5 separate regions of the Mus musculus genome follow, and all the other regions are linked to region 1. A link is a contact called in public promoter capture Hi-C data. All regions are on one chromosome and are shown on one strand. The core of a region is the stretch at or near the end of the contact, and the rest is flanking DNA. Distances in the headings are between cores, read along the strand shown.

What was found. Promoter capture Hi-C pulls out the DNA fragments that hold promoters and counts their contacts.
Region 2: a contact with region 1 is called in a promoter capture Hi-C map of hippocampal neurons, with 5 times the contacts expected there. The contact joins the promoter of Dclk2 here to the promoter of Arhgef11 in region 1. A contact is called at or near these places in 5 of 39 promoter capture datasets (hippocampal neurons, liver, neural stem cells and 1 more) and 2 of 484 Hi-C or Micro-C datasets (both in embryonic stem cells).
Region 3: a contact with region 1 is called in a promoter capture Hi-C map of embryonic stem cells, with 7 times the contacts expected there. The contact joins the promoter of Cd1d1 here to the promoter of Arhgef11 in region 1. A contact is called at or near these places in 15 of 39 promoter capture datasets (the 3T3-L1 cell line, 3T3-L1-derived adipocytes, the C10 cell line and 9 more), 1 of 115 datasets of contacts at active chromatin or transcription factors (forebrain) and 3 of 9 other capture datasets (adipose tissue, liver and macrophages).
Region 4: a contact with region 1 is called in a promoter capture Hi-C map of hippocampal neurons, with 5 times the contacts expected there. The contact joins the promoter of Mef2d here to the promoter of Arhgef11 in region 1. A contact is called at or near these places in 4 of 39 promoter capture datasets (embryonic stem cells, hippocampal neurons, liver and 1 more) and 1 of 484 Hi-C or Micro-C datasets (embryonic stem cells).
Region 5: a contact with region 1 is called in a promoter capture Hi-C map of hippocampal neurons, with 2.6 times the contacts expected there. The contact joins the enhancer-like site here to the promoter of Arhgef11 in region 1. A contact is called at or near these places in 2 of 39 promoter capture datasets (embryonic stem cells and hippocampal neurons), 1 of 15 datasets of contacts at CTCF or cohesin (large pre-B cells), 1 of 115 datasets of contacts at active chromatin or transcription factors (embryonic forebrain) and 1 of 9 other capture datasets (liver).

The regions. Positions count from the first base shown.
Region 1 is chr3:87,615,094-87,620,270 of GRCm38.p6, reverse strand. It overlaps Arhgef11 (Rho guanine nucleotide exchange factor (GEF) 11), which reads right to left and starts at 2,712. Exons shown (of 40, transcript NM_001003912.2): 1 at 1,479-2,712. The coding sequence starts at 1,510.
Region 2 is chr3:86,918,495-86,923,671 of GRCm38.p6, reverse strand. Dclk2 (doublecortin-like kinase 2) reads left to right here and starts at 2,788. Exons shown (of 16, transcript NM_027539.5): 1 at 2,788-3,922. The coding sequence starts at 3,502.
Region 3 is chr3:86,996,734-87,001,910 of GRCm38.p6, reverse strand. Cd1d1 (CD1d1 antigen) reads left to right here and starts at 2,582. Exons shown (of 6, transcript NM_007639.4): 1 at 2,582-2,719; 2 at 3,006-3,278; 3 at 3,561-3,839; 4 at 4,295-4,573; 5 at 5,125-5,177. The coding sequence starts at 2,659.
Region 4 is chr3:88,139,812-88,144,988 of GRCm38.p6, reverse strand. Mef2d (myocyte enhancer factor 2D) reads right to left here and starts at 2,617. Exons shown (of 12, transcript NM_001310587.1): 1 at 2,315-2,617.
Region 5 is chr3:87,095,905-87,101,081 of GRCm38.p6, reverse strand. Kirrel (kirre like nephrin family adhesion molecule 1) reads left to right here. Exons shown (of 16, transcript NM_001170985.2): 3 at 3,176-3,340. Among named protein-coding and RNA genes, the nearest start is that of Gm24472, 32 kb to the right of the region's middle. Within about 2 kb of position 2,536, at least 49 of the 459 cell types and tissues checked have an H3K27ac peak or open chromatin away from gene starts, as enhancers often do. A contact at or near this core is called in hippocampal neurons, where this site is marked.

The sequences.
Region 1 (5,177 bases), core at 1,463-3,962:
GGTTCCCATCTGCTCACACCCCTGAACTAACAGAAATTATTCATCACCTCAAATCTTAATTTGAGTATACTAATCCCCCAGGTCTAAGAAGAGGGAGAGAAGGGCAGACATGCAAACCCTTCACCTTCTTACTCTGACAGCTTCAGTTATCCTTTCCCAGGGCCAAATTTCAGAAGACCACAATGGAAAAGGGAAGGGAGATGCCAGCTAGCCACATTGCCTCCGTGGTTGCCCGCTCTTCCCGACTGCAAGGCAGTTCCTTCCCCGCCCCCAACCCCCACTACTAAACAGATCTAACTGGGACCCTGAGACAACACAGAGGTGGTATTTGGGAGACATTATGTTTTAGGCCGCACTCCACAGTCAAAAGGAAATTACTATTAGCATGTATAGCCAAAGGTTAACTGACCCAGAGAGAGCAACTGCTGACTTACAGATAGATAGATAGATAGATAGATAGATAGATAGATAGATAGATAGATAGATAGATAGATAGATAGGTAGACTTCCAGATATTCCTTCCTACCTCACAAATACTAGTTTCCATTGGACTGTTAGTTTCCAACCACCTACCTATCTATCCAGTTAGGACGTATAGAATATCCACAAAACACACCTCCATAGAGGACTTTTAAGGAGGAAGGGTTGAAGAGGGAAAGGGGAAGGGATGGCCAGGCAGACACCTACCAAAGTTGTACTGCAAAGCCAGACCCAGCTCATGGGGGAAGGGGCATCATGTGCTTCCAGCTGATTTCAAGGGCCTAGGAGCCAAAACAACTCCTTCCGGCTTCAAGCAAAGGGAAGGCCTGTTTTGCAGAGTCAAGCTTATTGAGAACAGCTTGGAAGATTAAACCTGGAGCATCAATCAGCCTGTTGGTAGGTCTCAATTTAAACTCTCAACTGGAAGAAGAAATCCTAATGTGGCCTAAACATTTCCGAGCTCTATCAACCACTGGTGACACTGGTGACACTGTCCCAACATTTCAGGCAACAGCATCTTCCTCATTTTAAATGGGAACCACCCTACCTACCACTGTGCCCCACCATTCCATAACTATCAGCCTCATGGAGGCTCCCAGCCCTGTCAGCCGTCCCCCGACCCTCCCCAGATAGCTAAAGCTAGTCCCCACTCAGCCCTGTGGGTTCACATGAGCAGGTTTGGTCCAACCTGATCCCTAGGCTAGCAAGCTGGGGGACTCAGAGTGAGCCTTATACCTGGTGTAAGGTAAAAGCCACAGCAAGCATCACCCCCTCCTCTCAGCCTCACTGCTTACTGGTTAGAAAGGACACACAACTATGGGGTACATTTTGAACATGAACACACACCGAGGGTACAGAAACATATATACTGACACACTGACAGTCCTCATAGACCACAGCCTATCTATCCCACAGCCCAGCCAGGCAAACACAACACTTCCCCCCCAGTCATTTTAATAAGTGTTGGAAAAAAAAAATCCTCAATTATTTAAACATACCTGTCTATACTATGGGGCAACCGTATGCTCATGGTTTCTCCGTGTCTCCACAGTTCTGGAATCCTGTAGTTTCTTTGGGCGTCTTGATCAGGCCTGAGTCCCTTGCAATTTTGAAGGAAGGTGAGAGGAAGGCCTCCCAAGTTGAAGACTGAATCCTTGTTTCTTCCAGCTGTCAGGACCCTGGTAACTGCAGTGCTATTCTGCTTCTATCGGTTAACATGGTCTCCTCCTTCCTTCACCCTTAACCTTCCCCTCCCTCGTCTTAAAAAAGAAAATGAAAAGAAAAAAAGAGAGGAAAAACTATGACCTTCTTAGAAACCAAACTGTTAACCACAAATCTCTTCAAGGTTAGCCCTACGGGCTAAAAACTGAACCACAGAAAGAATCTGACTTCAAAATATCAGTCTTAGTTGCAGACAGATAAAAGCCATCCTTTCAATCCAGTTTCCCCAGCTGTCCTTCTGTTGACAGGGAAGCCTTAAGCTCCAAAGGTTGAAAAAAAAAATCTCTGGTTTCCAAATGCTTAAAATGCCAACAGCAGAATTATTCCAGGGAAGGAAAAACAAAAACAAAACAAAACAAAACAAAAAGGCTGAACAAATCCGAAATGGCACTTGGGAGAAAAATCTTCCAGACGATTTGCACAGTTAAAATAAATAAAACCACACAGCAGTATGTACACAACACGGTCCAGTGCAGCCCTGGGAAGCAAAATTTGCGGATTTCTTTTAAAAATCAAAACAAAACAACCATCTTCTTCTACAGTAAAGGTTTTTGAATTCTGAAATGAACCAATTGTGCAGACACACACACAACAATCACAAAACACCTGAAGCGCAATGCTTTCTACCTTCAAAACGGTAGCATTGGCCAAACCCCCAGGAAATCTTAAACCTTCTTTTCCCTTTCGACTTGCAGGTTCCTCCACCTAACCCAGCCTCAGATCGGCCTTTTTCTCAGACAATTTCCTCAGTCAGCTCTGTGTGCTCCAGCACGTCCAGGCTCCGAAAGTCTCTCTCGCCGCAGCGCTCTGGAGCGGTAGTCCCGCTTCCCCCTCGCCCGCCGATCGTGTCCGGCGACCCGCTCCTAGTATTGTTGCGGCTCGGTTAGGGCCAGGGCGCCCTCCACAGCGGCGCGGAGAGCCCGGGCCGCGGCCTCGGCCTCCGTGCCCACCCGCCCGCCAGCCACAGCCTCCCCGCTCGGCCGCTCCCGGCGTCCGCGTCGCGGCCGCTGCGCTTCCGGCCCCGCCCCCGCGCGCGCTCGCTCGCTAAGGCCAAGCCCGCTGCCGCCGGCCGGCTCCGCCCCACCCCCGCTCCGCCCCGCCCCGCCACCGCCCCGCCTCGCCCCGCCTCGCCACAGCCCCGCCACGGCGGACTCCGCTCGCCCGGGCCGGCCGCTGGCTCCTCCTTGGCGCCGCCCGCCCTTTCACAGCCCCGCGCGCCCCCGGTCCGCGCGCTGCGGCCTAGCTGCTCCCGGTGCTGCTGTCCCAGAGACTCGACCTTTGTTTCCGCAGTGTCCGCTGGCCGCGCCTCTGTCTGCGCTCTCGCTGCGGTCCCGTCCTCCTCTGCCCGTTTTCACTCATTTGTCGCGCTCCTTTCCAAGTTACCAGGAACCCTCTTAGCTGTGCCCTCGCCCCTCTGAGCACCCACCGTCTCTCCCCTCGCGGCTGTACTCGATTTAGCTTGGGTATCTTGTATGGCTCTGCCTTTTAATTTCAATGCAAAAGCCTTTGCAGGGCAATGTTATTTCGATGACACACACCCCCTTCGTGAAATCACGGTTTCTAAATCTCTTCAAGTAACTGTCGGAAGTCAGAAGTAAAGATTGAAGTAAAAAGGAGACTTTTCCAGTACAGGTTGATGAATACACTTTGTTATTTTGTGTGTGTGTGTGTGTAATATGTGACTTCCTGGTGAGACCAGACATCTGTTAACATTAGATAGTGCACCAACAGTTTTACTGAAGCCTGTTCTCAACAGCCAGTGGATTTATTGGGGTTACTTCTAGGAGTACAAACCCCTAAAGGCAGAGGCACCAGCAAAAACCCATCTCCGCATGGATGAGGACGGTGGACTACTGACCTCTACCACTAGAGCTATTGGAGTTGATATTGTTTCTATAACCGTGGGGAGCAGCACTGTGACTCTTGAAACAACTTCTTGAAATTTCTGAGTGCTTGCCATCTGAACCTTAACAATTGCTGCGCTCTTCCACAGGTGTGCTTGTGGAGCCCAGAGGACAAGTGTGGGTGGCATTCTTCCTCAAATGCCAAACAACCTCACCCCTTCTCTGGAGCCTGGTCTCTCTCCACAGCCCCAGCTTGCTGAGTAGGCCAAGAATGGCTGGTGAGTAAGTGCCACCCTCTTACCCTTCTCAGCATTGTGAGAGCAAGTTCACAGCCACCCAAACTCAGCCTCTTTATGTGTGTTCTAGGGGGTTGCTGGGTAGCAGTTTCCACTCAGAACCTTCTCTCTTGGAGAGAAATCCTATAAGACATAGGATATGAAAAGGGAAGCGAAACATATTTTTTAGGCAAAATGTTCGAAGGAGAGGTAAAACATGCTATCCCGTGGAGAAGCTCCTTCAGACAGGAAGTACAAACTCAAAACAGCTTCAGAAGGTTCCTGAAACTGACTAGATTCACTAGACCCCTCCCTCCCCAAGCATATGTAATCAATAAGAACGATTTAGAATCATCCTCAGACAATCCAACTTTAAGACCAGCTAAGCAGCCTGGAAGAGGCTCAGAACAACTGAGCTACCTACCTAGAGAGAACACTACAGTATGGTGAGCTGCTGTAGAGTGTGCAGTGTGCTCCAGGTTTCCAGCTTTGGTGGGATGCTCTTTGGGGATGCTACTGTCTTTAAGTCATTTCTGTTCCTATAAGAAAGACCCTACCCACGTTTCTGTAAGCAGCCCTAATAAGACTCATTGGTTCCCCAAATTGGACTGTGGTGGTCTCTATACTGTGTTCTGCTCTTAGTCCCTTTCTGGAGTGGGTAGATACTTGGTTACATCTTCTCAGGAAATGTCTGTCACACAGTAGGGTTGAACTTGTACTTGCCATGCATGTTTTTACTAAGCCTTATCTCCAGATGCTTGTATCTTTGTTTTGAGATAGTGTTTTCACTAAGTATCTCAGGCTGCCCACAATCTCTGAGCAGTCACATATGGGATTTATTAGACTGGTTTACTGGTTGTGGTCCAACAGTAGCTGTCTTACCAATGGAGGGCCAAAATAAGAATCCAGTAGCCATTCAGTCCACAAGGCGGGATGTCTCAGATGGTCTTCACTATATACCAGAATCCTGAAGAAGTAAGCTCTAATGCCAGTGGAGAAATGGATTTACCAGCAAGAGTAAGATCAAGCAGGCAGAGAGAGAAAGCTTCCTTCTTCCATGTCCTTTATATAGGCTGCTACTAGAAGATATGACCCAGATTAAAGGTGGATCTTTCAACTTCAAAAGATCCAGATTAAAAGTGGGTCTTCCTACTTCAAATGACTTTATTAAGAAAAAATATATATATATCTCAGGCCAGGCGTGGTAGGATGCTTCTTTAATCTTAGTGCTCAGGAGGCAGAGGCAGGTGGATCTCTGTGAAACAGGTACCAGGACAATCAGAGCTACACAGAGAAACCCTGTCTCAAAAACACAAAACAACAAAAACAAAGAAAGAAAAGGAGGAGGAAGAAGAAG
Region 2 (5,177 bases), core at 1,539-4,038, 700 kb after region 1:
TCACAAAGAGCAAACTGCACATTGCCTTTGGAAAATGTTGAGTCTACAGAAAAATCCCTGAATACTGTAGTACTTTTCCACGGACTTTCACGTTTGATATTACTAACAATTGCGGAAAAAGCACAGCTATATTTATATAAATGTATATGTTACATGCTGCAAGCATCGGGTATGAAAAGGACAGCAAGTTCTCCTTGAGGAAGCAACAAATTAGAAAAACACCTCTCCTAGCTCTGTTCCAATCGGGATGCTGGCTACATGGTAGCACTGAGAGTCTCTTTTTGAACTCTATGTCCTTTCCTATTAAAATTTAATGGGGAACACTGGGATTTATAATCATTAAAGCTTATGAAATAAAAAAAATGTGCTTCGTTTCAAAAAGCTCAAGTCTACAGTTCTCAGGGCCCCCCACTAGAAACTGTTACCTCATTGTTCTAACTTCTGGGAGAAGAAGCACTTGGTGCACAGTGAACAGAAACGAAGACATGAGACAGCAGATTGCCAAAGTGCTTGCAGCCTAAAAGGTCCGTAGGCATCTTTTATGTAATAAGTAATGGAATGGCTGGAAAACTGCCTTGAAGATCGAAGCTCAGGGCCAAAAAATTGAAGACATGTCAAGGCCTTTGAGAAAAAGAGTAACAAAGTAAAACCGGGAAATAGTCAAGACAAGTTTTTTGTTTGTTTGTTTTTAAATATAAAACCACTTAGTGGAGAATTTAATGAAGTTTTATTTAAACAGATTATACCACTTGAAGGTTTGCATTCTCTTCCCTGGGCAGTGTAGACTGGGGAGAGGTACTAAGCAGAGTGCCGAAGTCTGGTCTCAAAAGCATTGCCAGCCTGGGTGGCCTGAGGGAAGAGTGTGGGATGCAAACACCAGCCCTTTATTTCTCTGTCATGTTGAGCTTTCTACAAGAAGCGTTTACCAGATCCTTGCTGCAGATTGCCAGTGAAGTTTTTATACTTACTGGATAGTCTACGACTATTTAAAAAAATGTGTAATCAGAGCAGAAAGGGGTTATTTTTGTTTTGTTTTTGTTTTGTTTTTTCGAGACAGGGTTTCTCTGTATAGCCCTGGCTGTCCTGGAGCTCACTTTGTAGACCAGGCTGGCCTCGAACTCAGAAATCCGCCTGCCTCTGCCTCCCGAGTGCTGGGATTAAAGGCGTGTGCCACCACGCCCGGCTGAAAGGGGTTATTTTAATGTGTGAACGAGGGAATGTTTTGAGATTTAATTCCTTCTTGAATTGCCAATAGATGAGAAATGAAGTATTTTCCCCCGATTTTTTATTCAAGTAAATGTTAGGGTTAAGGGGAGTTATAGAACGGTAATTCACAGCCGAGAGAGAGAGAGGTCAAGGTTGGCTTCCAGAAGGTGACTTATTTGCCTGTGGCCATCCTGTCTTCATAAAGCCACCTTAAACTAGATCTCAGTCCAGGAGAGACCCAAACAGTCTCCAGACAGGTGAACAGCTAGCAGGTCAGACAGGGTTTCTGAGATGCAGGGAATATCCCAGCGAGGGAAATACATGCCAGTTCTAAACATCTCACTGTAGACATTCTGCACTTGCACGAAAGAGGAAAACGTGTTACGGTTCTATAAACTTTAAACCATAAAGCAACCCAGATTAATTAGTAGTTGCCTCCTTGAAGCCTGCCTTCTCCCAGTTCATTTGCATTAGAAATAGAATTCAGGAACAATTTTTTTCCTCACAAAAGTTTTTAGATTTATTTACTGTGTTGTCTTGGCATGGCATGCATGCAGGGGTCAGAGGATAAACTACAGGAGTCTATGCTTCCCTTCCACCACGTGGGATCTGGCGATGATTGGCAGTTCTATGAGTCACCTGACCTACTGAGTCATCTTGGATGCCCATGGAACTTTTTTTTTTTTTGCCCCTCTATCTCCATCCGTTCTCATGTTTTGGCCAACTAGGTCTATGAGGAAGGATTTGCTTCACGGTGCTCATGGTTGTGTTTCTACCCACTCCTATTTTATGCTGTTCCAGTCGATCACAAGCAAAGCGTTTTTTGTCGCCCTACCTTCAAGGACAGTTTGGAGCTGTTTAGGGCTGCTGAAGAACCGGGTGCCGAATCATTAATTTCATGTGTCAGGTTGGGGCCAAATGCCTTTGAGCTTCATCACCAAAGTGAAATAACGGACGTTTCAAAAATTTCTTGAAACATGTCTATTGTGGGCCAGATATCCACTTAAGAAGAGGTTTTCTTGCATGATGGGTGTTTGTCAGTCCACTTCTGTGAGCAGCTCAGAATGAACACGTGAGCGCGGGTAAATTCACAGAGGTTCTGTTCTCTGCTCGCGCATCCCCAGTGATGGGATTAATGCCCGGCAAATGGCAAGCTCTCCACAAATACTTGATTCAATGAAACCAATAACTTGTAGTCATGTATTCATTCAAAGTTACTGGAACTACTGTGTTATCGAATCTGCAGTAGAAAGTGTGAAGGATTTTTTTTTTCTGCCTAAAGGATTTTTTATTTAAACAATAAATCAGACGTTTATAAAAAACTAATATTGCATCCAAACCTAGTGCTATGTTTTGTATTTCTGCTCTAGGTTGGCCTCGGTTTTTCCCCAGGAGGCAGGATAAGGATGTGCTTGCTGCCCTTGAGTCTCCTTCCTTTGTAGGCTTTTTTTTTTTTTCTTTTGCCTAGCGCGGTTGCGCTAGCCCCCGCGCTTGTGGAGCGCGCAGCGCGGTCACGCCCGGGAGCGCGCAGCTCCGGTAGCCCGGCGGGCGGGCGGGGCCTCCTTGGACCGTAGAGCCGCTCCTCGCGCGGCGCCGCCCTCTTCCTCACCATCTCCCTCTCGGTGTGGTTTGTGGTGTCCCTGAAGGGACAGAGGGTGTCCTCCGGGGTCCAGGCCCTGACAGGCGGCCGAGAGCGCGGATGCCCGTGGGCGTGCGTGCGTGGGAGGCGGCTGCACTCTTCCCGCAGGGGCCCAGCGCCTCTAGAGGATCCCCGGCCAGGGACGCGCACCGGCCGTGGACTGGGCCTGGGCGCGCGCGACGCGGCGGCGGGAACCCGGGACCCCAGGCCGCGCCGGGCAGCCCCGAGGCGCCTCGCCCACGCTCGCGCCCCTCCCCCCTCCGCTTCCTTCCTCCACTCAGCGCGCCCGAGAGCGCAGGCCGGATGCGAACCCGGGCCAGCCTAGGGTCGTTCAACTTGGCGGCTCCCGGCCTGCTGCCCGCGCGCTACTTGTGAGGCGTGGCCCGGCGAAGGAGGCGCTTGGGGGGCGTGGGGCTCCTCAGCTGGCGGCGGCGACCGAGGGCGCGCGGGACAATGAGCTGGGCTGCTGCGCGCTGCGGCCGCCTTTAGCTGGCTGAGCGGCTCCACCTGCGAGCATGGCCCGAATGCCCGCGCCAGGTGTCCCGCTGCTTTAAGACGGGACGGAGCGCCTAGATCGCGGCGCGCTGCGGCCGGGGCGGTTGGGACGTCCTTTTATTAATTAATTAATTTGTGGAGAGCTCTCCCGAGCAGCCGCGATGGCCAGCACAAGGAGCATTGAGCTGGAACATTTTGAAGAACGGGACAAAAGGCCGCGGCCAGGGTCACGGAGAGGGGCTCCCAGCTCCTCCGGGGGCAGCAGCATCTCTGGCCCCAAGGGCAACGGGCTCATCCCCAGCCCGGCGCACAGTGCTCACTGCAGCTTCTACCGCACGCGGACCTTGCAGGCCCTCAGCTCGGAGAAGAAGGCCAAGAAGGCGCGGTTCTACCGGAATGGGGACCGCTATTTCAAAGGCCTGGTCTTTGCCATCTCCAACGACCGTTTCCGTTCCTTCGATGCGCTCCTCATAGAGCTCACCCGCTCACTGTCTGACAATGTGAACCTGCCCCAGGGCGTCCGCACCATCTACACCATAGACGGCAGCCGGAAGGTCACCAGCCTGGACGAGCTGCTGGAAGGTAAATAGGAGGGGCGGGCGCGGCGCGGCAGGTGCGGCCCCGTGCACAGCGGCAGGTGCAGTGGCTGCGGCCAGCGCGCTTCCCCGCCCTGCGCTGGGGCAGCCTGCCGGGCGCTTGCTTTCTAGGCAGCCACGGGAACTGTCTGCTCCTCGGTCGTTTGTGTTGGGTTGGGGTGCACCCATTATCTCCTTCCCAAGAGATTGGCCTTCTAAAAACGGAAGAAAATTCTAATGATCAGAGACAAATACAAACAATGATGGCTGTAAAATTAGCCAACTTATTTTTGCTGGAAGGGCAAACTGTTTGAAAGCGTGTTTCTCCAGTGAGGCGCTGGGTAACCTTTGGTAGAGGCCAGTGCAGTACCTGTGCTGTTCCTGTGTTTGGGATCCCATTGTACCTTCTGTGCACAGCTAGCTCGTTCTGACTCGTTCTAGGTTGGCTTTTCTGGTTTCATGTGTGGCACAAGGCACTGGAGATCAAGAGAGGCAAGCCAGCACAGAAAAAGTCTCACTCAGCCTGTCTTCACTTTGGACCGTGCTGGGCACTTTTTAAAATATCGGACCCGGCCCCACCCCTTAGATATTCTGATGTGCTTGGTTTAGGGTATGACTTGGGCGTTTAGAGTTTTGAAAGTTCCTCAGATGATTTCAGTGTAGCCAAAATGGAAAGCCACCTTGTTTAAAGGATTTTCCACATTTGGTTGGCAACGAGGTGAATCAAGGTGAGTCTCTCTGTCTTCTCCATGAAGAGAGTAACAGTAAGAATGGTAGGGTCTTGGGACCCAGCAGCAAAGGCCTGTTAGAAATTAGGAATCCTGGCACACCAACCATGCATCAATCAGAGGGACTTCGTGCCAATAGGTTTGGTCATTCTAGAGTTCTTGCAGTATTTTTCATTTTTGCTTTTAGTAAGGAAAGGGTGGCTGGTAGTTAAAGAACCCAATTTTTAGTTCCAAACACCCCAAAAGATCAGGCAGATATCTCAGTGTGTACTGAGGGAGTGTTTACATATAATTAGCTCTCAGGCATCGTTCTTAATGCAGATAGTACATTCCGTGTAGCCATAGCCACATGAGCTTGTCAGAGGTGGAAACTGATCCCCGAACTAAGCTGCTTTCTTATTTCAGCATGAGCTTATGTCTAAAGGCATTTTCTCCCTTTCACAGATGAGGAAACTTAAGCAGCAGGGTTACTATTTTCTAATAGGCCTCACTTCTGAAAAAAAAAAAAAAAGTTAGCCATTCTGACAAGTCCCT
Region 3 (5,177 bases), core at 1,333-3,832, 620 kb after region 1:
GCAGACCCATAGCAAATGAGGGGATTGAAACGTAATAAAAAGCCTTTAACTTAAAAACAAAACAAAGGAGCCCAGGTAAACTCATAGCAGAACTCTAGCAGACTTACATAGAAGATCTATAAGTAATGCTTCTTAAATTACTTAAAAAAAAATAGTAACAGTAGGTACACTTCCTCCGTAGGTTTATTCCTAAATATTTCATTTTCTTTGAGACTATTGTGAACCGGAGTGTGTCTATGATATCTTTCTGGGCATGTTAAGTGTTGTTGGCAAATAGAAGTTTATCTGTATCTTACCACTTTGCTGAAACTGTTGATCATTTCTAAGAGTGTTCTGGTGGTATTTTTGGAATGTCATGTCATCTGCATATAGGGTTAGCTTGACATCTTTTCCTATTTTTATCCCTTTAATTTCCTTCTCTTGCCTTACTGCTTTAGCTTGCACTGCAGATACTTTATTGAAGAGGAGCAAGGAACTATAAAGGAAAATGAAATCATGAAGTTCTCAGGTAGATAATGGAACAAGGAAATATTATACTGAGTGGGATAAACCAGACCCCAAAGACGAATGCTGCATGCCCTCTCATCTCTCTTTCATCGATTCCCAAACTTGAGCTGAGAGCATATAAACTGGAGTAACCACAGAAACTAGGAAAGCAAAAGGAGGGTCAAGAGAGGTTGTCTTAGAATCCCACTGCTGTGATTGAAACACCACGACCAAAAGCAACTGGAGAGGGAGGGTTTGTTTAAATTTATGAGGGAGGAGTTGGAGGAAGTAAAGGGATGGAGGGAAATGGTATAAGTTTGTTGTGATAAAAAAAATCATGCTTTTGAACTATAAAAAATAATCATTGTTTTAACCTTTTATTTTTTAACAAAACTTTTCTCAAACTGTTGGGAGCAATATCCAGTAAAATCAGGTCTAGTGGATTAGAGCCACCTCCAGGAGCACAGCCAGGAGGGAGAAGCCTGCCCTCTAGGACTCTTACAACACTGGGGCCCAGGAGAGAAGGTTGGTGAAGGCAGAATGGGAGGAGTCAGGTTAGGCAATGTGATTCTCGCGTTCTGACAAGCCTCCAGCTGGGACAGCGAAGGGGTCAAACTAACATTTCTGTAATGACAAGGCCTATGTGTTAGGAAGAAAGGCCAACAAAGATAGCTGCCGCCCAGTGTGTGGAGATGGGCTGGCTAGCTTTCCAGTCTTTATTCACACTGTCTGGGAAGCTTGAGGAGGCTCTCTGAGAAAATTACATTGGAGTTTGAAGTCTGAGTGGACACTAGGCAGGCGCTTGGAGGTCAGAGGTCCCCAAGGGGTCTATTTGTGCAGAGATCTGAGGAAGAAGCTGTATCTAAGGGACGAAAGCATGTGAGACTTAGAGTAGGGTCCCAAACGATGCTCCAAGGCAAGCCAGAGCATGGGCAGAATGATCCTAGAGGCTATACCGATCAATGATGGGGTTTTTTCCTACCTCGTGGAAGGTATTTCATATAGTTGAAGCAGAAGGTTGCGGTTATGTTAAGGGTAGAGACATAGAGAAGAGGCCTACTTAGGAGACAAGGCAAAAAGACAGAGCAAAGCATACAACGGGGTGACTAAAAAGGAACGAGGAAGATGGTATCAGGATGCTTGCTGCAGGAGTACGATTTACCAAGGATGACTTCTCCTTTCTCACAGTAACTGAAATTTTGAGCAACTGTTTTTGTCACTACTTGTTTTAAGCGTGAGAAGTTGGGAATGGCCCTACAAACTCACAGGCGCGCCCTGTAATCTTACCTCTGTTCTCAAAAACAAGAGGTTCGGTATTTGCGAGTGAGTGGGAAAGACATCTGTCTGCAGGTGTATGGCCCGTGTTTTCGCTGTGCTGAAGCGCTTCGAGGGGGCACATCTCGTCACTTTTGGCTTTTCCTCACATCAGACTGACACAAGTCTTCGATTTTCGCAAATCATGACAGTACAATATACAGAACAAAATAAAAACTAAAAATAAAATATGCCTGTACTCTCCCAAAATGGAGTCGGGGACAGCCAGAGGGCAGGTAAGGCAAGGGAGAAAAGAAACCAGGGTAAGGGGAAAAAGAATCTGACATGGGAAACTGTGGGCATACGAAAGCTATGAAGGAACTTAACCCGCCTAGTCCTATCCTCTCAATGAACCACTAGAAGAATCACATCTATTATTATCATTATCATTATTTTAATGTGATATTTATAGATATCTGGGAGGATCCAAACTTGTAAATGGAGCACCTGCAGACAGCCCCTGCTAGCTAGACCAAAACGTCCCTTCTATTTTTCCCCTTGCATTTTTAATACCATCGGAGTTGTAACCGAAATACAATTTTGTCTTGCTTTCGATATTGAGACGATAGTCTCAACCTCATTCTTTAGTATAACGGAAAGACATTTTTGTTGTTGTTGTTTTGTTTTGTTTTGTTTTGTTTAAAAGTGGTTTGCGTAGCGGTTCTGAGTAAAGCTGCACTCCAACCCTCAACTACCAGGGGGTTTGGCTTTGTCAAAGAGTAATTTACCAATCGTGCCTGCGCGTCCTTCCGGGTTTTGCTGGCTCTGCACCAAAAACCCCAGAGCCTTTGTGTACCAGTCCGGGAGCAGAGTAAAGCGCAGAAGTCGGAGCCGAGGGCTGTGTAGAACTCTGGCGCTATGCGGTACCTACCATGGCTGTTGCTGTGGGCATTCCTACAGGTCTGGGGACAATCTGAAGGTGAGTGAGTAAAAGCGCACACAATCTAGAGAAGGGAGGAAGGGAGGGAGAAAGAGGCTGGCTACAAGCTCTGTGCAGTAGTGGGCGGGTGGAGGTGGGCTTCCCGGCTTGCAACAACAGTGGGAGGAGCAATGTATGGCTGCGGCTCAGGGCTTAGCTCAGTTCAGAACTACACTGAGCCTGCCTTTCCTTCCGCAAGCGCAGCTAAAGCTGAGCTTTTTCCTACTGCAGTCTGTCCTCAGACTGAGCCCACTCGCTAAGTTCTTTCCTTTTCCTTTGTTTCCAGCCCAGCAAAAGAATTACACCTTCCGCTGCCTGCAGATGTCTTCCTTTGCAAACAGAAGCTGGTCCCGCACAGACAGCGTGGTCTGGCTGGGGGATCTGCAGACTCACCGTTGGAGTAATGACTCAGCCACCATCAGCTTCACGAAGCCATGGTCCCAGGGCAAGTTGAGTAACCAGCAGTGGGAGAAGTTGCAGCATATGTTTCAAGTCTATCGAGTCAGCTTTACCAGGGACATACAGGAATTAGTCAAAATGATGTCACCTAAAGAAGACTGTGAGTGGAGGGGTTGGAACCCTGAACCCAGTGGGCAGGAGTGATCCAGACCCCAGCTGGATAACTGTGGGCATCGGGCATAGCTTCTCTTCTCTGTCCACCCTTATGGTTTTACTTCTGTCTAAAAGTAACCCTTGTCCCTTCTAAAAATAGCCCATTTCTGCTCTAGGGCACCATGATCATTTTCCTCAACTGGCACTTAACGATAATCTTCATACCAATTCCTTTCTTCCAAATCCCTTAATCATGAACTCTTTGGTCTCTGCCTACTCCTCCTTACAGATCCCATTGAGATCCAGCTGTCTGCGGGCTGTGAAATGTACCCTGGGAATGCTTCGGAAAGCTTTTTACACGTAGCATTTCAAGGAAAATATGTCGTGAGATTCTGGGGAACGTCCTGGCAGACAGTCCCAGGGGCCCCATCTTGGTTAGACTTGCCCATCAAAGTGCTCAACGCTGATCAAGGGACAAGTGCAACCGTGCAGATGCTCCTGAATGACACCTGCCCCCTATTTGTCCGTGGTCTCCTAGAGGCAGGGAAGTCAGACCTAGAGAAGCAAGGTCAGCTGGCTATTTTCACCCTGGCTCTCCACTTGGATCCATCTAGGTTTTTACATCACTGTCAGCTGTAGAGGAAGGGCAAGGACTAGGAAGAGATGAGTAAGGCCTGTGGGGTTTATTTTCTCACTGACAGCCACTCTTGGGTTCTATAAATTGAGTTAAATAAAACTGGGGATGAAAACTGAGCCATGCCATATTTGAGGCAGGCTGTACCAGCTGAAATTCAGATTGTTCCAGAGTACAGAGGAGGGCTACAGGAGACTCAGATCAGGGAGGGGGGTAGAAGTATCAGGGATGGTCTTCCTAGCCAGAGGGAGACAAATGGATTAAACTAATAGGCAACTTCATCTCCAGAGGTGGACCTGTGGGAAGCATGAACTTGATTGGAGACCTGGAGCCCCTAATATAAAATGTCTTGCTTTAAATTTTTTTTCTTATTCTCTTGATGAGTACAGAGAAGCCAGTGGCCTGGTTGTCCAGTGTCCCCAGCTCTGCACATGGCCATAGGCAGCTGGTGTGTCATGTCTCTGGCTTCTACCCAAAACCTGTGTGGGTGATGTGGATGCGGGGTGACCAGGAGCAACAGGGTACTCACAGAGGTGATTTCCTGCCAAATGCTGATGAGACATGGTATCTTCAAGCAACCCTGGATGTGGAGGCTGGAGAGGAAGCTGGCCTGGCCTGCAGGGTGAAGCACAGCAGCCTAGGAGGACAGGATATCATCCTCTACTGGGGTAAGAAAGAACTGGAGCCTGGGTTGCCAGTGAGCAGAGGCAGCCATCAAACATGGAGCGGGAGTTGAACAGATCTAGATTCAGAAATGAAGCCCCTAACTATTATAGAAGAGCTAGAAGGAGGGAATTCTAGATAAAAAAGAAACCCCAAAAGACTTGAGATAAGATGTTCTCTGTATAAGAAGAAAGAAGACCCAGAAACTGACAAGATCCAGAGGTCAGTGGCAAATAAAGAAGTTTGGGAAGAGCCATTCCCCAGTAGAGAGGACCCAAGGCCCAAGGCATAGCTGCAGTATATTGGGCGTGTCCTGGGTGAGCACTGGACATTTTGCTGCCCCTACTTCCACTTGTCCCTTAGCTTTGAAGCAAGTGTTGTTATTTTGAGTTTAAGAATGAAGACGTTGATGCTAAGATAGGGTAACTACCCAGATTCACACAGTAGCCAGATCCTGATCATGAGAAATGGAATGGATATACTTTAAATTAGAATGGGGAACTTGAAACATGTACTGGTTTTCTGTTGAGAGATACATTGTATTCTTCCAAACCAGATGCCAGGCAAGCACCCGTGGGCCTGATCGTCTTCATAGTACTGATCATGCTA
Region 4 (5,177 bases), core at 1,368-3,867, 520 kb before region 1:
AACTAGGACAGGAGGACAGAGAGGGTTAGCTGGACTCTGGCCCCATAAAAGCCACCAGTGATTACAGCGATGCGGAGGCTGTGCGGCATGCGACCATTCCTCCTTCCCACTTCCCTGTAAAGGGAGATAATTTTCTCAGGCCAGGTGTCCTGGCCAAGGTCTCAAGGTTTGGGGAGAGCCCACCACCACAGATCCACAGCCCTAGATCTGACCCTGGCCGATGGCTTTGGGCCTGCCTCAGATCATCAGCCCCATTAGGGAACCTGGACAACACCAACTGTACTTGTGACTCATAGTGTCCCCCTTGTCTGCAGCTCTTCTGTAGGCCACACAATTGTCTAGGTAGGGGACAGAGAAGTGGAGGCAACAAAGAAAAAAGCCAGCCTACCAACTCAACTCTAGTGTGGACCTGTGCTAGGCCAGAAAAACCATGGAGAACAGGAAACTCAGTTGGCACAGAAGATAAAGCTAGGAAGATGGACAGACCTCCAGGCCAAGGACATAAGGGCCAAGGATGCTGCAGCATAGGCCCCTTTCCAGAGCAGGGTCAGAGCAGGGCCTCAGTGAACTTAAACCCATCCCCCGGTCCAGCTCCCAACCTGGAGAGACTGCCTCTACCTTTCAACACACCACCAAGGAAGACCAGGAGAAGAAAGAAAAAAACCTGCTGGAGAGAGATTATATAACGGCAGCCAGCCAGCCTGTCACATCGCCCAGCCTAGGAGGTGCACTAGAAGCTAGAGAGCCAGAGCAGAGAGCTGGGGCCCTCCAGCCCCATATCACCACACAGAGGGGGATGGGCAACCTGCACCTGCCTCCTGTCCAAGTCCCCCACACCCTGTTCCAGCCACTGGGCTTAGCAGAGGCAGCACAAGCCCTGTGCCCATCCCCCAACACGAGGCTTCCCATACTTTCTGTCTGGGTCCTGTTTCTTCTCTAGGCTCACGCCTGCATGAGCAAGGCTTGTTGTGTCTTTATTCTTAATCTTTAGAGTCTCTCCCTACATGAAATATATGGCAGAAAGAGGGAAGACATAAGTCTGATACAAAAGCTGAAGTGTGACCTTAAGTAAAATGCTCTACCACTTTGGTAAGTATGGGAATGAATGAAAGCTCCTGACTCCCTAAAAGTACACGCAGCAGTCACACACAGGGTCTATGTATGAAGGGCACAGCAGTCACAAACAAAGAACATGACCACTGAAATCCCAAAGCCTCAGTGTCCATTTCTGGGGTATATGGGAAAAGTGCTCTACAGAAGCTCCAGAATTCCCCAACCACCCTACATAACAAGGTTCTCAGCCACTCCCACAATCATCCCACCCCACCCCCATCCTGGAAGACGCAGGAAGGAAATTCATTCACAGGCAAGGCCATGGGAGTTGGGACAGCCAGGCTGAGCACTGGGGCTCGGTGGCCAGAGGCCAGAAGCTGGGTGTCTGAGAACACTGTCAGGTAACTCGCCAATGCTCCCCTCGGCGGATACCTACCGCGGATACAGGGAGACGAACAGAAGGTGGACAGCTCCCAAGGCCAAGCGCACTCAGTAGGCTCCTCTCCGAGATCCGGCCAGAGCAGCCCAAGGTCACCGTCCCAGACGGCAAACTTCCCACAGTCAGGCAGCTCAGACCCACTGAGGGCTAGGGGGAGGGGTAAGATCCACCACTCACACAGCCAAACAGGCCTCGGAGGAAACTCACACGGGTAGGGCAGGAGGGAACGGGATCCACCCACTGTACTCCCCTAGCCTGGCCCCAATGTGCCGGTCAGTCGTAGGCAGAACTGGCACTCAGGACAAGCTGGGTAGTCCAGGGCCACTGGGAACCCCGAGGGCTCGATGGAATCTCTGGGAGGCCTCCCTGCCCCATCTCTGAGGTGGGAGGCCGGGAGCACAGTAGTCCCTTGGGCCAGCCTCACCACTCGAACCCCACTCGCACTGACTCGGCCCGCACCGCACCGTCCAAGAGAAAGGCCTGGAGAGGTCCTGCCAGGTGTTAACAGCTGCAAACTACTGTCCAGGGGTTCTCCAGCCGGCGTTGCTGACACGCCCGACCAAGGGGGCCCCCACGGGCGCGAAATCGCGGCCGGAGCCACGTGCGTTGCGCCCGCCAAGGCGCGAGGCGACGGGGGCTCGGGTACCAGGCGCGGCTGTCACAGCAGACACCCCAGCACCAACACTGCCTCCGTCGCCCCGCCCGGACCGGGACGCTCGTGCCAGGGCGCCCGTACACCCCTCGCGCTCCAGACCACCCTGAGCCCGGCCGCGCGGCGTGGGGGAGGGGTTCTTAAAGGGGCCGACGCGCGTCGTGACTCACCAGCCCGTGGGGGGGACGGGGTGTCACGGCGCCCGGAGCCTCGGCCCGGTCCGCCGAATCCTCGGTTACGCGAAGCCGCAGCTCCGACGGGAAACAGCGAAGGCGCCGCGTCCACGCGGCCTGGGCGGCGCCACAGGGCCGGGACCCCCTGGTGCGCGCGGGGGCGGCGGCGGCGGGCGGCAGGCACGCAGCCGAGCGCCCAAGCCGCCTCGACGGTTGTTGATATTTTGCTTCCTTCCTCCTTTCGGGCTCCAAAGGCAACTCCTCCAGCCCCAGACTCGAGGCCGACGTAGGCACCGCGCAGCCTAGCTTGCGAGATGGGAGGGGGGGAAAAGACGAGAGTGATGGACAAGCAGGGGGCCAATGGGAGGGCCCCGCAGGGCTGGGGGCGGGGCCTGGCAGGGAGGCCTGGGACGCAACCCCGCCCCCTGCCCGCGGCCTGCGCCCCACCCCTTTGGGGCGCGCGACCACGGCGCGTGGAGCCCAGATCCCTCCGCCTGCGGGACAGAGCGAGGCTGCGGGTACCTCAGCACCCCAGCTCCAGAGTTGGCAGGGATCTAAGTAAATAAGTTCTGGGGAGATAAGAGTGTTGGTAGGCCCCAGCTCCTACACTTACTGTGTGACAAAGCTCCGAAGCCAGATCGCGCTCTCTTATCTCGTGGTTACCTGGGGAGCTCCGCTGCTCCCTCTACCTGTGACAGGTCCCCTCCTTTCCCCTGACCCGGCTCGGTTGACGCCCAGACATTTAAAGCTACAGTGCATAATTCTCGGGTGATCTAATCTTTTAGTGCCTGCGGGCCCCAGCGCACTTAACTACGGAGGGGGCAATTTAAAGGGGCGGGACCCCAACCACTACCTCCCTTGCCTCACAGGAAACATCCAGAAGCCTTGTCTTGAAGAAATATAACTCTCTCAAAAAAAAAAATCTTTTAAAATCCCCGACGGCCTCTGGGCGTGGTGAATTTTTAAGTGCTTCACAACAAGATTGTGCGCTCCATTGCTTCTGGACCTTTAACCCGTCAGACTTCCTGTCCGCATCCTGTCACTAACAAGTCCTCGGCTGGCTCTACCTGGAGCTTGAGGAAATGACAGAGTCTGGCGTGGACTTCAAAGCCTTAGCAAAACAGAAGCAAGAGGTTCTTCAACAAGCTAGGGTCTGCTTTACTGAACAAAGTCCCTGTTCTGGCTTCTTGTGGGAGAGATGAGAAGAGGCGACAAGTGGTGGGTTAGAAAATTTATAATCTCGGAGTCAGACTGTTTTGGTTCAAAATTTTCCACTATTTCTGAAAAGAGCAAAGCACATCTCTTAACTCTCCATCCTCTTGGGTAAGCTGAAGGTGGTAAGGCCAGGTACATAACTTGTGAATTTGGTGTGAGTTTAGTTCCCAGTAGACTAGTACAGTGCCTCGTGTTGCACTGTATGACCCACACGGGCTGCTCAGCTGAAAATGAGCCCTTTTAGGGCCTGCGTGAGTTCAGAAAAGGCTCATAGTGGGCCAGTTCAATAGGACTATTCTGCAAAGAGCTTGGAGGCATATATGTACCTCCTTAAACAGGAAGCACGTAGGCTTCTAGTCCCTCGGCCTCCCTTTTCAACCCTTCCACTTTGCCCCTCCTTCCAGAAGCCTGATTTATGTAGGATCACACATGGTCCCCAAATGTTGCTCCTTAGTTTTCCTAGTAGTATGGGGGGTGGGGGCACAGAGCTGCCAGTACTCCTTGAGCAGTCTGGTTTGCCCCCAAGACTTGAGTGAAGGCATCTGCCCTTCCCCAAGCCCTGGGAGAACACAGCCTTGTTCCTGCTTGTGGCTATGGTGGGAGCAGAATGGGAAAGTGCCCTCCCCGTGGGGAACCTCCCCTCACTTGTGGCCTCTATTTTTAGTGCTTCCCCAGGCTCTAGCTGGAGAAACCGTTTAGTCATCAGGGTGTTTATTTTTCCGGCTGTTTCCCGACGTCGGGAAAAGCAGAATGTTGAGACTGGAGAGATTCAGGGCTGCTGGAAAAGACGTCTTAGGAACAGGCCTGGGAACACAGCCTTCAGGCCATTGGGTCCCAGCTTGTAGGAAAACAAAACAGGATGGGCCCGGGACAGCTAAGCCCTCAGGAGTGTTCAACCTGCCTCAACCTTGGAGGCTCTCCAAGCTAGAGAACCTAACTCAGTTTGTTTCTCAAAACATAACCAAGGCCAGAAGAAAATTTTTTTCCCAGAATCCCCCTCCCCAGCCTCTCCCTAACTAACTTGGTGAGCTTCCAGCGAGCCATGATCCCAGCCAATCTCAAATATGAGGCTGGCCGTCCATGGCTGTGATTGGTTGGCTGGCCCTCTTTAGACCTGGAATGTTGAGTCCTTTAAAAAGGAATGAGGAAGGAAGGTGAGTCACCTGGGGAAGATATTAAAAGACTAGCAGGAAGAGCTCCGAGAGCTCAGGGAGGTGGGGGCCCTGGACACTCACTGCTGACTTGACAACTCACAGGAGACCAGAATAGGGGGCAGTAAAACTACAAGTGGGACAAAACTCAGACTGTGAAAACGTCTTGGGAGAGGTCTTGATTTCCACGAAAGACTGAAAAGGGCCAAGGTAATGTTGGAAGTTAGATGAAAATTGGACTTCCTGAAAGTGACTCTGAGTTCTTTTCTTCTGGCCCTTGAATTTCCCATCCCAGAATCCTCTGGGTGGCAAATGACTGAGTCTCGTGCTTCCTCTCCTACCTCTGGCTGTGCACCATTTCTTGTTAATCAGTTTATTCTGTTAGCGTACCATGCTGCATATTTAGATGTCGGAGGATAATTCTACGGCGTGGATCTTCCACTTTTCCATTTGTTTCAGGATCAAACTTCCGTGGCCAGGCTTGCATGGCAAGC
Region 5 (5,177 bases), core at 1,287-3,786, 520 kb after region 1:
AGCCACAGAATCCAGACTAAAAAATGAGCCCCTGGGCTGTGCTGAGATGGGTGAGCTGGGCAGTGTGGTCCTACTATAGCGGAGAAAAGAAGCCAATAGATTGGTTCCTAAGTAATGTAAGACAGCCATGGGAGGCATCCCAGAAGAAGAGGCGACTCTTTGAATCCCAAAGGAGAGAGTGGTGTTTTCCAGGGATCTTCATGAAGACAGGAAGAGTGACCTAAACACCTACTTTATCTAGAGTTTAGAGAGTAGAATAAAGTTAGGTCAGGCTTATAGTTTTCTCTAGTCAAAAGTTGATTTAAGTACTACCCATGACATCTGTGCTCTCTCTCTCTCTCTCTCTCTCTCTCTCTCTCTCTCTCTCTCTCTCTTCCACCCCCCCCCCATATGCTGTCTTGGCTGCAGAGTTGTTTGGGGACACCAAATACTGCCTGTGACTTTGGTACAGAAAGTGGTCTTCCTGTGGATTCAAATTTGGAGGAACACCCCTCCCCCACATTTCCTTCATCGTCGGACTTTGCCGGTCATTGCTTCCATTCCATTTTGAGACTAAATTGCTTCCACTGGGGCTAAATTTAAAAAGAAGAAAAAAGATTTTACTTCAAACGTCACAGAGAAGCAGACACCATCCTCTGTCACTCCTTCTTGGGTTTCTGGAAGAGTCTCTAGTGTGTACCTCTGATTGTCCAGCTGTTCAGGGGTAAATAGTGTTCACAGCTATTTAGTAGGTACGGGCAAAAGCCTTTCGTAGGCCTGGCATCCACTGCACCACATTTGATTTCACAGAAGCTCGGGGAGGAGACATTATCATTCTCATGTAAGGATGTGAGGTTCGGAGGGTGGCTTGGCCAGGGCCACTCGGTTGGGAAGTGATGCAGAGAGACCTTGGAAAGCTTGAGTCTTCTCCTAAGCTGATTCTCCCAGCCTTTGAGTAGGAAGGTTGCTTGGCAGACTCGCCCAGACTTGTCATCTCGCAGTGAGCAAGCAGAGGACCAGATAAGGAAGCGCCAGGTCAGGTCTGTCTGTTTCTCACCTCAGCGAGATCCATGTTTTCCAGGTGTGTCCCACCGCCATCCCACCAAAGGCCCATTGACCTCATTGCAAATAAACACCCAGCCAGCTGCCCACCGCCTTCTGGGGATGCCAGTAAGAGACCATCACTCAGGCTTCATGTAGAAAAGCTATAAATATCAACCAGACTCTGATCCAAGTTCACAGGCCATGCCTCTCACAAGCCCTTGACTTGGACTCTAGGGTCCGTGAGGAACAGAAACAGGAGCACAGAGTTTGTAGCACATAGCTGCACTCAAGAACGTGCAAGGATATGAATAAATTTAACTAATCATATATGCAAATGCTTGACTTGATAACACTAGCTGTTCACCTGACCAAGCCTTCCTCCCGGATCTCAACACCTGCTACCTTGTCTCTGGAGATGTGGATGGGCCTAATCTTCTTCTTCTTCTTTAAGAGACAGGATGGGGTGCCAGTTCTACAGAATTGGGGAGCCATTTACACACACACACACACACACACACACACACACACACACTCAAAAAAGGACCTTTTTTTTTCTAACATCCTGGCCCCACTCAGATCCAAAGTCATTCATTGTCTCACTTAACCAAGGACAGAGCCTGCCCCTGTGTCCTATTCTGGCCACCAGATTCCAGGAGACCCAAAATGAGGAGAAGTTCCATTCTAGTGGAACAGATAGGGCAAACGCTTCCACCAACAAGCTACCTCCCGAGGACAAAAACAGGGACATAATCCCTGACGGCTTTGGACAGGAAATCCTGTCGCTAGAGCTGCCACAGCGAGGCTCAGTGGTGGGACAAGCTATGCCTGCACAGGGGCTATGGACGCAGCCTAGGAGGACCTTCCAGAAAGGCGAATGTGGGACCACATTTGGAAAGAAGGGGAGAAAAGAAAGGAGTGGGTTGACTAGGGACTCCGGGCTGGGGTGTTGCTCAGTGGTAGAGCACCCTGGGTTTGATCCCAGAACAAGAACTGGGAGAAGCCTCTCTGCTGAGTGGGAGGGAGGTCTTGAAATGGAGAGGAGGAATAGAGAGGCTAGGTTTGGGAGGAGTTGGATTGTGGCTTCTATAGACCCAGGGACCTGGAGGGAGAGGTGAACCAGAAGTCAAAGCTTTGAAGAGAGCTTATTTTGACTGCCTGGGCTGACCCATTGGAGCTGTGGCAAGGAAGCCTCCAACTTAACCCTTTGCCACCCGCTCAAAAGTCCCTCTGCTTCCCTATAGCCCATCGTAGGATGCTAATGCCCACACCCGTGCTGTGCACAGTGTGCAGGAGGCCTGACGCACCACTGGGACCAGCCAGTGATGAAGCAAGCCCGTTGGTGGGAGCAAGAGAGAAGAAATCCGCAATCCAATTCCCTACTCCATTTAGGCTCCACAATTAAAGGCAATTACTCTGCAGTTCTCTAATCAAATGCTCCCGGCCAAGCTGCCAGCCAGGCAGCCATGTGTGGCTCCCGGAGCCAGAGGGAGAACAGAACAAAGTCCCACACTGTCTCAGCTCCCATGGTGCAGGAGGCTGTGTGCATGCAAGATGTATCAGTGTGTCCCTCCCTGGGCCCCAGCCCTTGGGTCAAGGGTAAACACATGGAACAGGGCCAGCGTTCCATGAATTGCATTCAGGGCTCTTCGGCTTTGGGTACACTATTGCCCAGGAACCGTCAGTGCACACAAGTAGACATGCTGTCCTGGTAAAGATGAACACATCTGTTGGCCCACACGGCACGGGGAGAAAGGGACAGTGGCCTGAGAGTCTCCTTTGTTGTGGATGTGTCATCCATGAACATTCTGAGGGGAGGTGGCAGAGGCAGGAGTTGTGGAGAACAGCCCAGGACCTGGACAGCAAGGGCTTGAACTCTAACCTAGTGCCGCCGTTAAGGGTGGGGGTGGGGGTGGTCATTAGGTCAGCGCTGCTCCCTGGACGTCAATGGTCAAAATTGGATCAGGACCAATCCAAAGACGTTTAAGTAGTGCCAAACCATTTCTGTGGTTGCTAAGCCCTCCAGAACCTTAGACCTATACCTGGGGCCCTGAGCCAGAGATTATGAAGTAAAGGAATTACGTGGCACAGGATGCAGGGTAAGAATGGGGTACTGTGAGGAACCCTCCTCACTCATTGTCTTTCCCACTGCTAGCTTTGGCTTTGCCCGGGACTCAGACTCGCTTCAGCCAGGAGCCAGCTGATCAGACTGTGGTGGCCGGACAGCGGGCGGTGCTCCCGTGTGTGCTCCTTAACTACTCTGGGATTGTACAGTGGACCAAGGACGGGCTGGCCCTGGGTATGGGCCAGGGCCTCAAAGGTGAGTAGTGGGCTGGGATGGCACCTTCAGTAGAGTGCAAGCTAGCATGTGCAAGGCCTTGAGTCTGATCCCCAGCGCAGCAGAAAGGAAGGTGCGTGGTAGCTGCTCAGCCTCCAGCCCCCAGAAATCCTACTCCCTGCTCTCAGCCTAGATTCCTGGCTTCGCTCCCTCTCCTTGTTCCTGACTCCTCAGGTCTGTCACTCTTACCTGCCAACTCTTCCTTCCCTCAGATTGTGAATTGGCCCAGGAAAGGTGGTGTGCAGCCTGGGAGATCAAGGGAAACAGGACTTTACATTGAGAGCTTTAGATGGAGTCAGGGACACACCCACACGGTGGGGCGCTGTAGACAGGTCATGCAGGAGGAGCTGGGTTAGCGAAGCCTGCCCTGCCCCCTGTATGCCCGAGATGGTATGCTCGGGCACTGTCTGCCCTTTCTGGTTTATTTTTGCTTTTGTTTTAGTTATAATTACAGCATCTCTTCCTTCCCTGTCTGCCTTTTGAGCGCTTCGTGCTTTTCTTTGCCCCCTACATGGTCCGTGTCGGCTTAGACACCATCAGCCTAAGCACCTTCTTGTTTAATTATTCCAGAAGCATTTGTTAAGCACAAGCTATACAGCCGGTGCTGAAGAAAGCGTAAAGATTCCGTTGGAGACAAAGAGCGCCAGCCCTCTATATCCCACAGATAGCACAGAAACCCTTAGAAGCACTTCTTGGTAAAGAGTCAAGATACAACCAGGCAGTGGTGGCGCATGCCTTTAATCCCAGCACTTGGGAGGCAGAGGCAGGAGGATTTCTGAGTTCGAGGCCAGCCTGGTCTACAAAGTGAGTTCCAGGACAGCCAGAGCTATACAGAGAAACCCTGTCTCAAAAAAAACAAAAACAAAAACAAAAACAAATAAAAAAGAAAGAAAGAAAAAGAAAAAAAAAAGAGTCAAGATACCTGGCCCTCATTACAGCTCGGCCACTTGCCCGCTGAATGAGTTGAGGCAAACCCGCTCTGCTTTGGTTAGCTGATTTGTGAAGCAGGTTTAACAGTCACAGCCTGCCTGTCTTAAAAGCGCATCCTTGGCTTCTGTGCCGAGTGGCAGAACGGGCTTTCTGAGGATAATATCGTTAGCGACGAGGCACTGTAATGATGCGAGTGGGTTGGGGGACTACATATTTCTGGTCTTATTATTTTTGAAGGTGGTGAGATTATTTGTTGTGTGTCTAGGCCGAGGAAATCTGCATGGCACAATCTATAAAGAAAGGAGATGGATTTGACGGATCTATTGTTGATGAGGGAGAAAATGAGAAAGAGCAACGTCGATAGATATGCAGTCAGAGGAATCCATAGCCTCTGGAGAGGGAGGCAGTGGGAGGGGTCGGTAGGTGTTTGGGTGGGAGTTAGCGGGAGCCTGTAAGCAAGGCAGATCGGGCACAGAGGCCCACCCTGTGTCTTAGAGAGGAGTAGAAATATCATTTGGATTGTCCTTTAAGAAGCCAGTAAACCTTATTTATTCTCTCTGTGTGGTGAGGGCGAGGCCTTGTGAGCCACACAGAGCGCCCCGTAAGTACTGAGATGCCCCATGTTTACCAGCGCCCTCTCTCTGCTCTCCGTGCTGGTTAACTTTTCTTTTCTTCCTCTGCTATCCATATGAGAGACATCTGCCAGCCAACAGCTTTGCAGATTTTTCAGATTTTTGTCTGCTCCTCTCTCTCTCTCTCTCTCTCTCTCTCTTCCTCATCATCCCTCCTGCTTTTCGGTCCCACAGCTATGGAGTCTGTGTCTGGTACCTCACAGCCTGACCTGACAGTGGTAGGCAGGAGAGAGAAGGAAGGAGACCTCTCCTGGAAG